Linked DNA regions of Mus musculus: regions 2, 3 and 4 are each linked to region 1. Evidence: chromatin contacts called from public HiChIP or PLAC-seq and Micro-C data. All regions are on one chromosome and are shown on one strand. Each heading gives the region's core, a stretch centred on a gene start, on an enhancer-like site or on the middle of the called end of the contact. The rest is flanking DNA. Distances are from core to core; before and after follow the strand shown. Region 1 holds the start of Ccdc141 (coiled-coil domain containing 141). Region 2 has its middle 13 kb from the start of Gm35317. Region 3 overlaps Ccdc141 (coiled-coil domain containing 141). Region 4 holds the start of Ttn (titin).

Region 1 (2,721 bases), core at 180-2,679:
AGTATTGTGACTCCGTCTACTCTATGAATGTTTTAAGTTTGAGAAAAAGTAATGTTTACTAAAAAACAAAAAAGTCCTAGATTTGCTTCTCTTCCATCCCTGCTGGAATCTACATGTTGCCCAAAGCGTCTTTAAATCGTGTGCAAGTGACCTGATTGCACTGGGGAAGCCATGGTCCTTGTCATTCCCACTCACACCTCTGCTGAGGACAGGATGGGGAGTGGAGCTGAAGTCCTATTTGTTGTGCAGAAGTCTCCCAGTACTGAGAACCCCCCACCCCCACCCCCACCCAGCTAAGGCCTTGAGCAGGACCCTGCATTCCATGCCTCTTCAGAGAATTGCTTTGCTCAATGTCAAGCTCGGCTTTTCTCCTACACAGCTTCATGCTACTATACAATTTTGCAGCATGTAAATCCAATAGGCCTTGTAGCCAGGTATTTGTTTGTTTGTCGTTTTGTTTTACCAGGTTTGCTTTCATTAAACCTGAATTATTTGGGTGGCATAGTGTCTAAAGAGCAAGCTTATAGTCCAGAGGATCTTTCATGATGATTTCAGTCAGAGGAAAAAAAAAAAATCATGGGAGCCTCGTACAACCCAAAATAATGTGTGGCCATCTTTGCACAATTAGACATAAAACAATTAGACATAAAACACACAGTTAAGGCCCGAGTCACTGCACTTTCCTTTTCTCAAGAGGGAGAGGCAGTTTAATAAGTAGTCTGTGGCAGTCTCCATCCCCCTACAGTGGGAGAAGTATTTAGCGTTGCCTTTACCAGTGAAAACCGGTTCTGGGAGGCTTCTGGTGCATCCAGTTCTCTCAAGCTCAGGACAGTGCCCCACTCTGACCTGCCTCCCCATTCTCCATCACAGCCACTCAGAAATCTCAGGCACTGTCCTGGCCACCCAACTCTCCTGGAATTCCTCAACCTTCATCACATGCGCCTCGCCTGTAAGGACCAAACTGAAAGTACACAGTAAAGTTTGTTGGAAGGCGCTCTAGAGGCGTTTTACCCTGAAAAGCAGCTGCCAACTTGTTGGAACTTAGCAGTCCTCTGTCACGGATTTAAGTGGCGAAGATCACTTGTTATTTGTCATCTGCTCTGCATTATCCTCCCGTGCTCTCAGCCATTCCGCCAAGAGCCCCCCAGCCACACAGAGGAAAGCAAGCTGTGAGTTTACCTTGACAACGGCGATCACGATCTTGGAGTCCCCAGCGTGCACGGCTACAGAGCTGACAGTGGTGGTGGAAGCACCCACATGGGGACTTTCTTTGCAGGACATGGCACTTTAGAAGCAGGGCTTAAACCCCGAGCAGCCTTGGTAGTGATGCTGTCTGCTGGTCATGTCAGAAGGCTTCCACGAGGCTACCGGGACTCTTTCAGGGAACGCGCCTCTGTTCACACTGATTGCCCGGCCAAAAGGAAAGAACAGGAAGTTAAAAATAGACAGCCCCATTGAGCTTATCGAGAGGGAGGGGGAAAGGGGAGAGAGAGTTACACTCGCGGGGGGGGGGGGGGGGGGAGGGAGGGAGATGGAGAGAGAGACACAGAGACAGAGCACCACCCCCCTAGTATGGTAACAGAAAGTGCCAGTTATTTGAACCATTATCTGAAACTCGAGGGACAGCTTTGAGCTCTTTGCCTATCAGCTGATGTCTGATAGCTAATGGAAAAAAAAAAAACAAAAAAAAACTACATCCTGACAACCCAAATTAGTTTTGCCATCGAAACTAAACAGTTGTAGCTATGGACTTTGCAACCAGAAAGTCACTGACCTGGATATCAGTCTTTTCAAGTCTTCTTCGTGCAAAGAAAACTACTAAAAATGACTCTCTCTCTCTCTCTCTCTCTCTCTCTCTCTCTCTCTGTCTCTCTCTGTCTCTCTTTCTGGTATTTATTTGAGGAGTTAAGTATTTTTAAAACAACTCACCCAGGATTTATCAAGAACTACACATCTTCCTGGGATTTCTCTGTGACTGTTTTCTGAACAGTATTTTCCAATTCAGCCAGCAAACAGCTGTGAGAAAGCTCAGCACTTCCATGCTTCTTGTTAACTCTAAGAAATGTGTTTTCTTTGTAGTGAACATTTTGTTTCTTTTTTGTTTGTTTTTGGCTCTGCTTTGTTTAGCCTCCTAGACTGTTCTGGCTCCCCCCGCCCCCCACCTCTCTTTCTTTGTAAATCCCCATTTCTACCTGGAGAAAAAAAAATTTTCAACTAGCTTCAAATCAGAGTGAGGCTCACAGATTAATCCTATTGCTAGAAGCTCTGCCTCTGTCAGAAGTTGTCTGTGGTATTAAGCAGCAGCTGTTGGAGCCCTGTCAAAGAACAGCTGAAAATAACACCACTGAAGTTTAGGTCAGAGGTCAGAGGCAAACACATCAGAGACACTAACTCCAAATCTGATGAAACCACTGGAGAGCCCTGGGATGAAAGATAAACCCGAGGACGGAGCCATAAACGGAGCCAAAGGAACCCACTCCCTGTGTAGCCCCCCTTAGCTCTGAGTAAAAGCACGTTAGACCCTGGGCCGACAAGGCGGGGGCTGCGTAAGCAGTGCCACTGATTTCTTATGCTAAGGCTTATGAAAACATTGTTGAGTTGAAATGTGGGCGAATGCGTGCACACGCACACGTACGTGGGTGTCAGCAATTGCTCTTCTTTCCCTGGCTGCTCTGCATACTGTACACCCTTGGACCGGCGCTTCTGCTTTTCAGCATCTGC
Region 2 (2,865 bases), core at 312-2,811, 170 kb after region 1:
GATCCAGGCCCAGATGGTGACCACGGACTTCCAGAAGATATTTCCCATGGGTGACAGGCTCTACATAGGCTGGCCAGTCTGGCCACTGACGTCCAGACAGTTGCCCAGCCTCTCAAGTTCCAACTGAACCTGTATGAGCTGAAAGAAGGTCGGCAGATCAAGCCTTACACCCTCATGAGCATGGGTAGCCAACCTCCTGTATGAGAAGCGGTTTGGTACCTACTACACAGAGCCTGTCACTGCTGGCCTGGACCCAAAGACTTTTAAGCCCTTCATTTGCTCTCTGGACCTCATTGACTGTCCCATGGTGACTGATGACTTCGTAGTCAGTGGTACCTGCTCTGAACAAATGTATGGGATGTGTTAGTCTCTCTGGGAGCCCAACATGGATCCAGAACACCTATCTGAAACCATTTTTCAGGCCATGCTGAATGCAGTGGACCGGGATGCTGTGTCAGGCATGGGTATCATTGAGAAAGACAAGATTACCACCAGGACGCTGAATGCCTGGATGGACTAACCTGTGCTCTGGTCCCATCTCCCTTTTGTTGATTTTTTTTTTTTTTTTTTGCTAGATAAATAATGACTCCATATTTATTTGAAAATGTACCAATACATTTTCTTAATTTCTCTTTTAATCTTCAGGGATGTTGTAGGATCAATATGGCCTCCTCATGACAGGTACCATGGTATAAAACTAAAAACCCACGGAACACAGGAAGTGCTGCTGTGGTTGGATGTTGAAGTTCTTTCAATGAGTCCATAACTCTGGACCTCTCCTTTTTCTATCATTAAAAAAGATTAGTTTTAAGAAGAAATTTGAAAAACAAAGCATTCTTTATACATTGTGTTGGGTAGACACTAGTGCCAAATAGCACTTTATATAAAAGTTTGAATTCCTTAGAATAAAAGAAAAATGAAAATTCTGTGCTCATCTCAGTAGCTTCAAGATTCCCCAGGTCCATGGTGACCATAGCTACTTCCAATGGGACAGTACAGACAGAAAATATGCTTAGTCTCTAAAATGCCAATTAAACAACTCTAGTTCACTACAGCATTTTAGCTCCCGAGTAACTGAAAATTTGTCTAAAACAGAACTTCCCACACTACTCGCAAATATTCTTATTTTTACACATTTGTATGTTACAGTTAATATTTTCTTACTTTTTAATAAAATCGCTTTTCTTTCAAAAAAAAATAAAACAAAAGCATTGTCCTTAGGCTGTGGCAAAAACTATCTAAATTCTGGACTAGGTTGGGCTAGATCTCAGACCTTATCTCTAAGCAGCACCAATACAGTACTTTAGCTGCCCACAGCCACAGGAACCAGGCTCCTGAGAGGGAGGCTGGGGCTGCATGAGAGAAAATGGCGAGAGGAATAATGAGACCAAGACAAAGATACTGATCAAGACCCAAAGTTTACTTAAGAGTCTGAGCTTATAAGGGGGGTGGGGTGGTGGAATCCCATCCCCCACCACATAAGGATAGTGTCAGGAGAACAGGTTCAGCCTCTTAGCAGGTATCAGGTGTCTTGGAGAAAAGAGCAGAGGTGGCAGAACAATAGACCTATCTAGGTGTGAAGACTCCACCCTAGGTGGTCTTATTCACAGCAGCCGAACAGGTCTGAGACAGCCTGCTCAAGGCTGGGGGGAGGCTACATAGTAATATTGATACAGGTTAAATGAATCTGACTAACTCTTAGCTCTGAGAAAATGATACGGATAATTTGAAAATAATTTTATTATATAACAGCTAATGGAAAGAAAATTATAATTAGGTTGTTTTGGGCAGTTGATTTTTTTTTTTTTTTTTGACTTAAACTGTTCCTGATGTCTAAATTCTGAGATGTAGCTAGGTTTAGTAAAGGTCTGCAACATTATCTACCAAACATCCTCACTACTTCCCCTCATTCCCCTATACCCTGCCAGGGTGAACCCAGATCAGGCATGGTAGTCCAGTCACTCGGACTAGTAACTGTCACTAGAACTGTCCTTGGACGCTAAGTGGGAGGAGTCTGCCTCTCTCCTTTGGAAGTGAATTTGAACCATGTGGCCTTAGAGCAGCTGCAACCATCTTGTGATGCCAGATGCCATTCTGGTGTCTCACAGGAAACAGACTCAAAGGATTGCCTTTTAAGAGTTTATGACTTGAAAGAGACTTGTGCCTTCCCCATTCATCAGGATTTTAGCATTTTGAACCCCAAATCCCAGATATGGGTTAGTTTTTGCTATTTGCACCCACAGGCGTTTCAGTGGGTATGAATTAAAGTGCAAGTTGAGTATCTACAAACTTCCCATAGTTCATATGACCTTTCATGAAGGCCAGCCATCATTTAGGCTCTCATTCCAGGGCACTGTTGCACGTCCAACAGGTGTCTAAGTGTTCTGGAAATCTCCAAGCAGGGACTCCTTTGCCAAGGTCCACCCTTGGCTAAGTCATGATCTTGAGGAAGGAATGCTTGAGAGTGGTGAAATAAATGACTTGAAGTAAAATCAAGGGTCCAAGCCAACAGCTTATCTCAGTCAGTCTGCTTACACAGCTTTCTTGTTATTCTAAAACTTCTCTGAATAGCTCAACATTTGCATATCAAAAGCCCAGTCTTTTTATTTATACATTAATTCAGCCACTACCCCACGTTCCCTTTTGATTATCCCATGAATCAGCATCCTGTGACTCCAGAAAGAGACCAAAAACACCTGAAATTACCATTCCTACCTTGCCTGGGTCTTGATCTCAACTCCTTCTGTCCCAGGATGACCTTGAACTCAGGAATCTACCTGCCTTTGTAAGCATAGCTGGGTGGGATCTTGCCCTGCAATCACCACTCCCATAATCTCTTTATCTCCTTCCTTAACATCATCCTGA
Region 3 (2,700 bases), core at 96-2,595, 150 kb before region 1:
AAAAACATGGAGCCTGGTTTTATGTACTAATATTTCCTCATGGTTCATGTAAAACAATTTTAAAAGCTTCCCCTTTGGTAATGCTCTAACAGGTTTTCAAATAAAATGAAATAAGATTGATGCAAAGGTCATTAGGCAAGAGATGGGAGAGTAGAGCTAGCCTAAGCTAATGTGTCTGTGAGATGCTTATCGCTCTAGGATTCAGTAGAGGGGACCCAGAGAGAAACCTGAGAGAGAATGACCAAGTAAGGGTAGCTAGCATGGCCGGGATGAGGAAACTCACAGTGAGTTTATATTCAAAAACTTGATTTGATGGGTGAGACAGAGTTGATATAGATATACAAATCTCAAAGACAAAATAACAGAAGGTTGAAGCTAAATACTTTCATTACCTCATTCCTTTCTTCACTGAATGTTTTCTGGTCATCCTTCCCTGGCCCCTTTAGCAGATCAATGCAATTGTCATGGAAATCTTCCAAATCTGAATTCATCTTTGGAACCTCTCCCTGCTGTACAAAGCAAGTTTAGTGAGAGTGAGAGCTAGAAAAATTAGAGAAATAATGCCATATGCTAACCACCCAGAAAAAAAAGTAAGCCAACAGCAACTTTTCAGTAAATGCATTCCACAAGAGACCAATGTTCCACTTCAAGCTCCCAGCTCTCTTCTTGCTCAGCCCTTTAGTAGAGCTCATTGCCAGTAAAACCAATGGTTCCAAGGCCCTGTAAAGAATGAAGTGACTGTTACCGTAGGATGTTCCTGCAAGCACATTCTCTGGAGATGGAATCACTGTGTAGGACACTTTAAGCCACTAGGAGGCTGAAGGGCATCAATGAGGAAGACATGCTGAGGTCTCTGGAGGAGAATGAAGAGGAAAGCCTGGGAATCCACACACGCAGACTGGGAGAATATCGGAAAGAGGAAGGAAATAGAACAGTGGGGAACACAGGCTGTCTCCTGCGAGTATTACTCGTTCCTGCATTTTATGGGGCTCAGCTTTAGTCAGAGGTAGTGGAGCTTTACACACTGGCAGGGGGGCAGGTTGAGGGCCAAGTATTTGTGGAGAGAAATGGAGGCACAGGTGCATCAAGTGTTGGTAGACATGGCTGCAAACAATGTTTGTATTATAGTAGAAGATTGTTGTGTGTTCATCATGGTGTTAGATGGTTATGGAAACAGGCACATTCCCCAAAGTGCATATTACACTTGCTCAGAGAATTTGGGAGAACCTACTGGGGAAATTGAGCTTTGAATCTCTACTCTAAAATGAAACTGGTTTGTATTACTGCATGAGTCACTCGGCACTAATACACACTTGGAATCTAAACCACAATGGCAGCTGTTGTGGAAAGAATTCTGGGTGTTAAATTAGATGTAACTTCAAATTCCAGATCTACTATCAGTGGCTGTGAAGACTCAGGGACAGCACTTCTAATCTCCTTGGACCCATATCTTTCTCCTGGAAGACAGAAAGCAACCCTCGTAGAACACACTTTTAATCCTCAGCCTAGGGAGGCAGAAGCACTTGGATCTCTGAGTTTGAAGTTAGCTTAGCCTACATAATGAGTTCCAAGACAGCCAAGGGTTATATAGTGACAACTCTGTCTTATAAACAAACAAACAAAACTGGAAACCAAAAAGTATCAAACAACAAAGGTATTCTCTCCATCTCAAGGTTCCTTGAAAATCACCAGAGATGATAAGTATGCAAGCCTTTTTAACATGTCAAACTGGTACACAAACAGCAATGAATTTTCATAACTATTTTATCCTTTTCAGTTTGTGAATCCTCTCTTTAACAGCTCCCATGTAAGAAGAGTTGGGGCCCTCAGGAATGCATTAGTGAATTTGAAAAAGAGATTTAAGAGACCCTTTGCACTCAGACCTCATAAATGTGAATGAAGTAACTACAGAGAAGCAGAAACTCCAATGGTTAAACCACCTTCATCTTGACTTCAGACTTACTAACCTCTGGAACGGTGAGAAACACATTTCTCTTGCTTATCCACCACCAGGACTATAGTACTTAATCTAGCAGCCAGAACAGACTAAGGCGAATGAGAAAGATCACTAGTGATCGGTGAGTAACAAGGGAGGAGTAAGGGAGATTTGTGTAGAAAAAGGGATATTTCTATTTAACTTTGGGTATGGATAACATTTTGATAACTAGAGGGTCATGCACTTGAAGTAAAAGTCAAGTAGTAGAAACACTAAGGAAGGTTAGACAGGAACTGCAATGAATCTAGAAGCAATGGAGAATGTGTCAAGTCTCAAAACCATGGAAGGGTCGTGTAGTGAAGGCTTTTAACATAAAAGGACATGAGCCCAGCAATATTCAGAAAGGGGAATCACACCAGATATAGAATCAAGGGACTTGCAAGTAGAATAAAAGAGTATCTGAATGCTGGATTGGAAATGCAAAATAGCAAAATAATCCTAATTGAAGGGAGTGTCCAAGGCATAGAAAATGAGAGAGTAGAGGCAGGTTACAGGAGCAGCTCTTCCAAGAACGGAGCTATGGAAATGAAGGATGGAAAAGAATCACATTTGAAGAGACTAGATTTCATTAAGCTGAAGATGTCCAATATAAAGGAGGGTACTATAGATGATGGCCAGCAGAGTCTGAGAAAGGAGGATTTTCATTTTATACATGTATGAAATGGAAAAAAAAAAAAAACAGGAACCCAGGGAGTTGAAATAGA
Region 4 (2,726 bases), core at 10-2,509, 190 kb before region 1:
AATTTTTTTTGAGACAAAATTCATACCCCATAAAAATCCAGATGTTATCCAAAAGTTTTCAGGAAACATTTCTCAGAAACTCTTGCTTCTTTCACATTATCTTTCAGATGAACACATTTTATGCCTAATTTTTCCTGTCTGTAAGCCAGTGTATCTTCAAAAAAAATTAGCTATCTCCTTAGATAAACCATGTATAATTAAGTATTTATCTAATAATGGGCATTTACAATTTGTAATCTAATCCCAGGAAGATAGGGAATCAAAGTGTATTTAGAAATTAAGAATCCTTTATTTCTTACCCTTTTTAGCATTAACATTATCTCACACCATATAATTGGATTGTGGGTTAAATTAAAATGCATAATGAGATCTGGAATCTTCTAGAAAGCAATTCTATAGCTTCATTCAAACTTATAAAATGTTGAGAATTAAGTGGCCTAGCTGGGTTTGATATTCTTATTGTCTAGGAAGACTAAATTTGTTTCTGTGAGCACTTGTTTCTCAGAGGCCTAAGGCTGAAGGCATGCATCTGAAATGTCACACTCCCAAAATAAACCGTCCAGCTTGACTGACAGCAGACAAGTGTTCTGCCACCGTCCGCAACAGATACCTCAGCAGTGGATTCCCTTAAAAAGTCATTGGGTGCAGCTGATGCCACATGGGTTTTCTCTGAGCTATTCTTGGTCTGCCTTGCTTTATCAACGGGTCACATAACCTTGTACATTCTCAGCAGACACGTTTACTAAGGAAGCAAACATTCATGTCCCCATTTCAGACTCCTGGTTCTAGGACATCCCATACATTTTAAAAATCAGAATGGTTGACTATCGCTTCAGCACTTGATTCTTTTCTTTTTTCTTTTCTTCTTTTCTTTTCTTTCCCTTTCTTTCTCTCTGGAAAATGTACATTTCAAAACCAAATTTAAAACACAGATTCACACTGTAGGTCAGCAAGATGAAACCTTTAACAGAAGGCATTCATTGTTCAGAGCATCCAATAGTAACCAATCAGAAAGAGCTCCAGGGATCAAACAAGCTGGTTCTCACTCACCTGATTTCTCAGGAGTGCCCAAAAAGGGTGGGACCAAGCCCAAGTTTGCTTCTGAAACGACGTCCTACGTAGAGTTGGTTTTTCCAACCATCTCCGACATGAATCGGTGAGCCTCTAACCCTCCAAACAAAACCACACAGTCTTGACTGTGTGGTTTTGTTTCCTATGCAATCCCTACACCCGAGGCGAGGTGGGAATGCGCGACTGCTCCAGAGCCAGGGGCTGGCCGGCCCTTATATTCCCCAGATCTGCTGACAGCCCAACATCCTTACAGCCCGGCTCTGTGATTGGCTCTGTTAGGAAGGCATGATGGGAGAGGACCTATTTGGGAGTATCACAGACCACCTGTTCCTCTGATTGGCAGTGCTAAATTTAGCCTTTCAGAAGAGGCTTTACCGAGGAAATAGAATTGTATTTTAAAATCGACCTCACTGGGACTCAGAGACAAGAGTGGTTGCTGCAAACGTGAAAACTCTACCCAGGTGGAACGGAGGCCAGAATGTGACAAAGGATAAAACTTGTGGACATTTGTAGATCTAAAACAATCCTGAACTTGAGCCCCGTGCCCTGTGAGTCAGGCTCCACTTCTGTTCCCTACCCTCTAAACCCAACCAAATGGGCCTGTCAATCATGACAGCTGATGAAGTAATTTATATCACACATAGGTTTCATCTTCTCTGAAGACTCAGTTTCGATAAACGTAGCATTTGAAGAGAATCCATTTGTCCTGTTTGTTCTATAGAATAGCTATGCCAATGTCAGTGAGTTATGTGTACCCCAGCCTTGCAGGAAATAACACCCAAAGGCAAAGTCTGCTTAAGGCTTCGGTATAGTCTGTGTGGGACAATGTCTGCTCTGGTTAGAGTTCATTTTTGCCTGCCAGTAGTATTTACCAATACCCATGGGCTGCCTTGCTGAGTGGTGAAGTCTGAGTTTAAACCAGCCATAGGGTTCTTTTACTTGGTGTAAGATTAGTACAGGGTGTGCTTCTAATCTCTGCAGCTTGCTGTCACTAATGGGAAGTGTTTAGGGCATGATATACTTACTATTTTAGGAGTGAATTTAATTTTAAGCCAGAGATAGTTCAAATACAAAAGATCATATCAAATGGCCTTTGTTGTGGCTCAACCCAGGGATTTGTAAAATTCTGCTCAGAGCAAAGAAAATTGACTCATTGATAAAGGAAAGACACTTCTATCAATAAAACAGACTTTAAAAAATTAAATTTTAAAACAAATTTCCTTATGTTTGTAATAAAAATGTTCCCTGTTGTGGGATAAATTGGCCTTGCAGTAGACTTTGAACTTTTTGAGCCTTTTCAGTCTCCTGGCTACCTATATAGTGATAGTTCATTAACATTTAACAGCTTCAATTTACCAGCAACTGGCTCCGTGAAGCTCTGATAAGAAGCTGACACCACCGTGTCCTTATTTAAACAGCTATCTCCTTTACCTAAGTGCTGCTGTCTGGCTGGAGCCGCCATGCCCAACCCCCACCAGCCGGTGTCTGCTATCACTCAGTTTCATCCCTTTCTTCCCAAATGGCCAGTTTCATGTTGTGTATCTTGACAGTGACTCCCAACCAGAGACTCCTGTTAAGGGAACTTGTCAGTCATAATAGACAATAAGTGAACTTCTTGTTCGGGGTGCTCAATAATTTGCTATTTATTTAAAATT

The links. Hi-C and Micro-C count contacts between places; a contact is called where the count stands out from the background. HiChIP or PLAC-seq counts read pairs in DNA pulled down with a chosen protein or histone mark.
Region 2: a contact with region 1 is called in an H3K27ac HiChIP or PLAC-seq map of embryonic stem cells, with 9 read pairs. The contact joins the enhancer-like site here to the promoter of Ccdc141 in region 1. A contact is called at or near these places in 3 of 39 promoter capture datasets (the 3T3-L1 cell line and hippocampal neurons), 1 of 15 datasets of contacts at CTCF or cohesin (stem cell-derived epiblast-like cells), 11 of 484 Hi-C or Micro-C datasets (the BV-2 cell line, bone marrow-derived macrophages, cerebral cortex and 4 more), 7 of 115 datasets of contacts at active chromatin or transcription factors (the SCID.adh cell line, cardiomyocytes, embryonic stem cells and 1 more) and 2 of 9 other capture datasets (embryonic stem cells and macrophages).
Region 3: a Micro-C map of muscle stem cells shows a contact between it and region 1, with 5 times the contacts expected there. The contact joins the enhancer-like site here to the promoter of Ccdc141 in region 1. A contact is called at or near these places in 2 of 39 promoter capture datasets (the 3T3-L1 cell line and liver), 2 of 484 Hi-C or Micro-C datasets (muscle stem cells and nephron progenitors) and 3 of 9 other capture datasets (adipose tissue, liver and pancreatic islet).
Region 4: a Micro-C map of muscle stem cells shows a contact between it and region 1, with 5 times the contacts expected there. The contact joins the promoter of Ttn here to the promoter of Ccdc141 in region 1. A contact is called at or near these places in 13 of 39 promoter capture datasets (the 3T3-L1 cell line, 3T3-L1-derived adipocytes, cranial neural crest and 6 more), 6 of 484 Hi-C or Micro-C datasets (the HL-1 cell line, cardiomyocytes, embryonic stem cells and 1 more), 2 of 115 datasets of contacts at active chromatin or transcription factors (astrocytes and embryonic stem cells) and 3 of 9 other capture datasets (adipose tissue, embryonic stem cells and liver).

The regions. Positions count from the first base shown.
Region 1 is chr2:77,169,206-77,171,926 of GRCm38.p6, forward strand. It overlaps Ccdc141 (coiled-coil domain containing 141), which reads right to left and starts at 1,430. Exons shown (of 24, transcript NM_001025576.3): 1 at 1,180-1,430. The coding sequence starts at 1,281.
Region 2 is chr2:77,335,445-77,338,309 of GRCm38.p6, forward strand. It overlaps the pseudogene Gm13649. Among named protein-coding and RNA genes, the nearest start is that of Gm35317, 13 kb to the left of the region's middle. Within about 2 kb of position 1,562, at least 22 of the 459 cell types and tissues checked have an H3K27ac peak or open chromatin away from gene starts, as enhancers often do. A contact at or near this core is called in embryonic stem cells, stem cell-derived epiblast-like cells and trophoblast stem cells, where this site is marked.
Region 3 is chr2:77,019,521-77,022,220 of GRCm38.p6, forward strand. It overlaps Ccdc141 (coiled-coil domain containing 141), which reads right to left. Exons shown (of 24, transcript NM_001025576.3): 22 at 393-509. Among named protein-coding and RNA genes, the nearest start is that of Ttn, 38 kb to the left of the region's middle. Within about 2 kb of position 1,346, at least 5 of the 459 cell types and tissues checked have an H3K27ac peak or open chromatin away from gene starts, as enhancers often do. A contact at or near this core is called in muscle stem cells, where this site is marked.
Region 4 is chr2:76,981,288-76,984,013 of GRCm38.p6, forward strand. Ttn (titin) reads right to left here and starts at 1,260. Exons shown (of 313, transcript NM_011652.3): 1 at 1,051-1,260.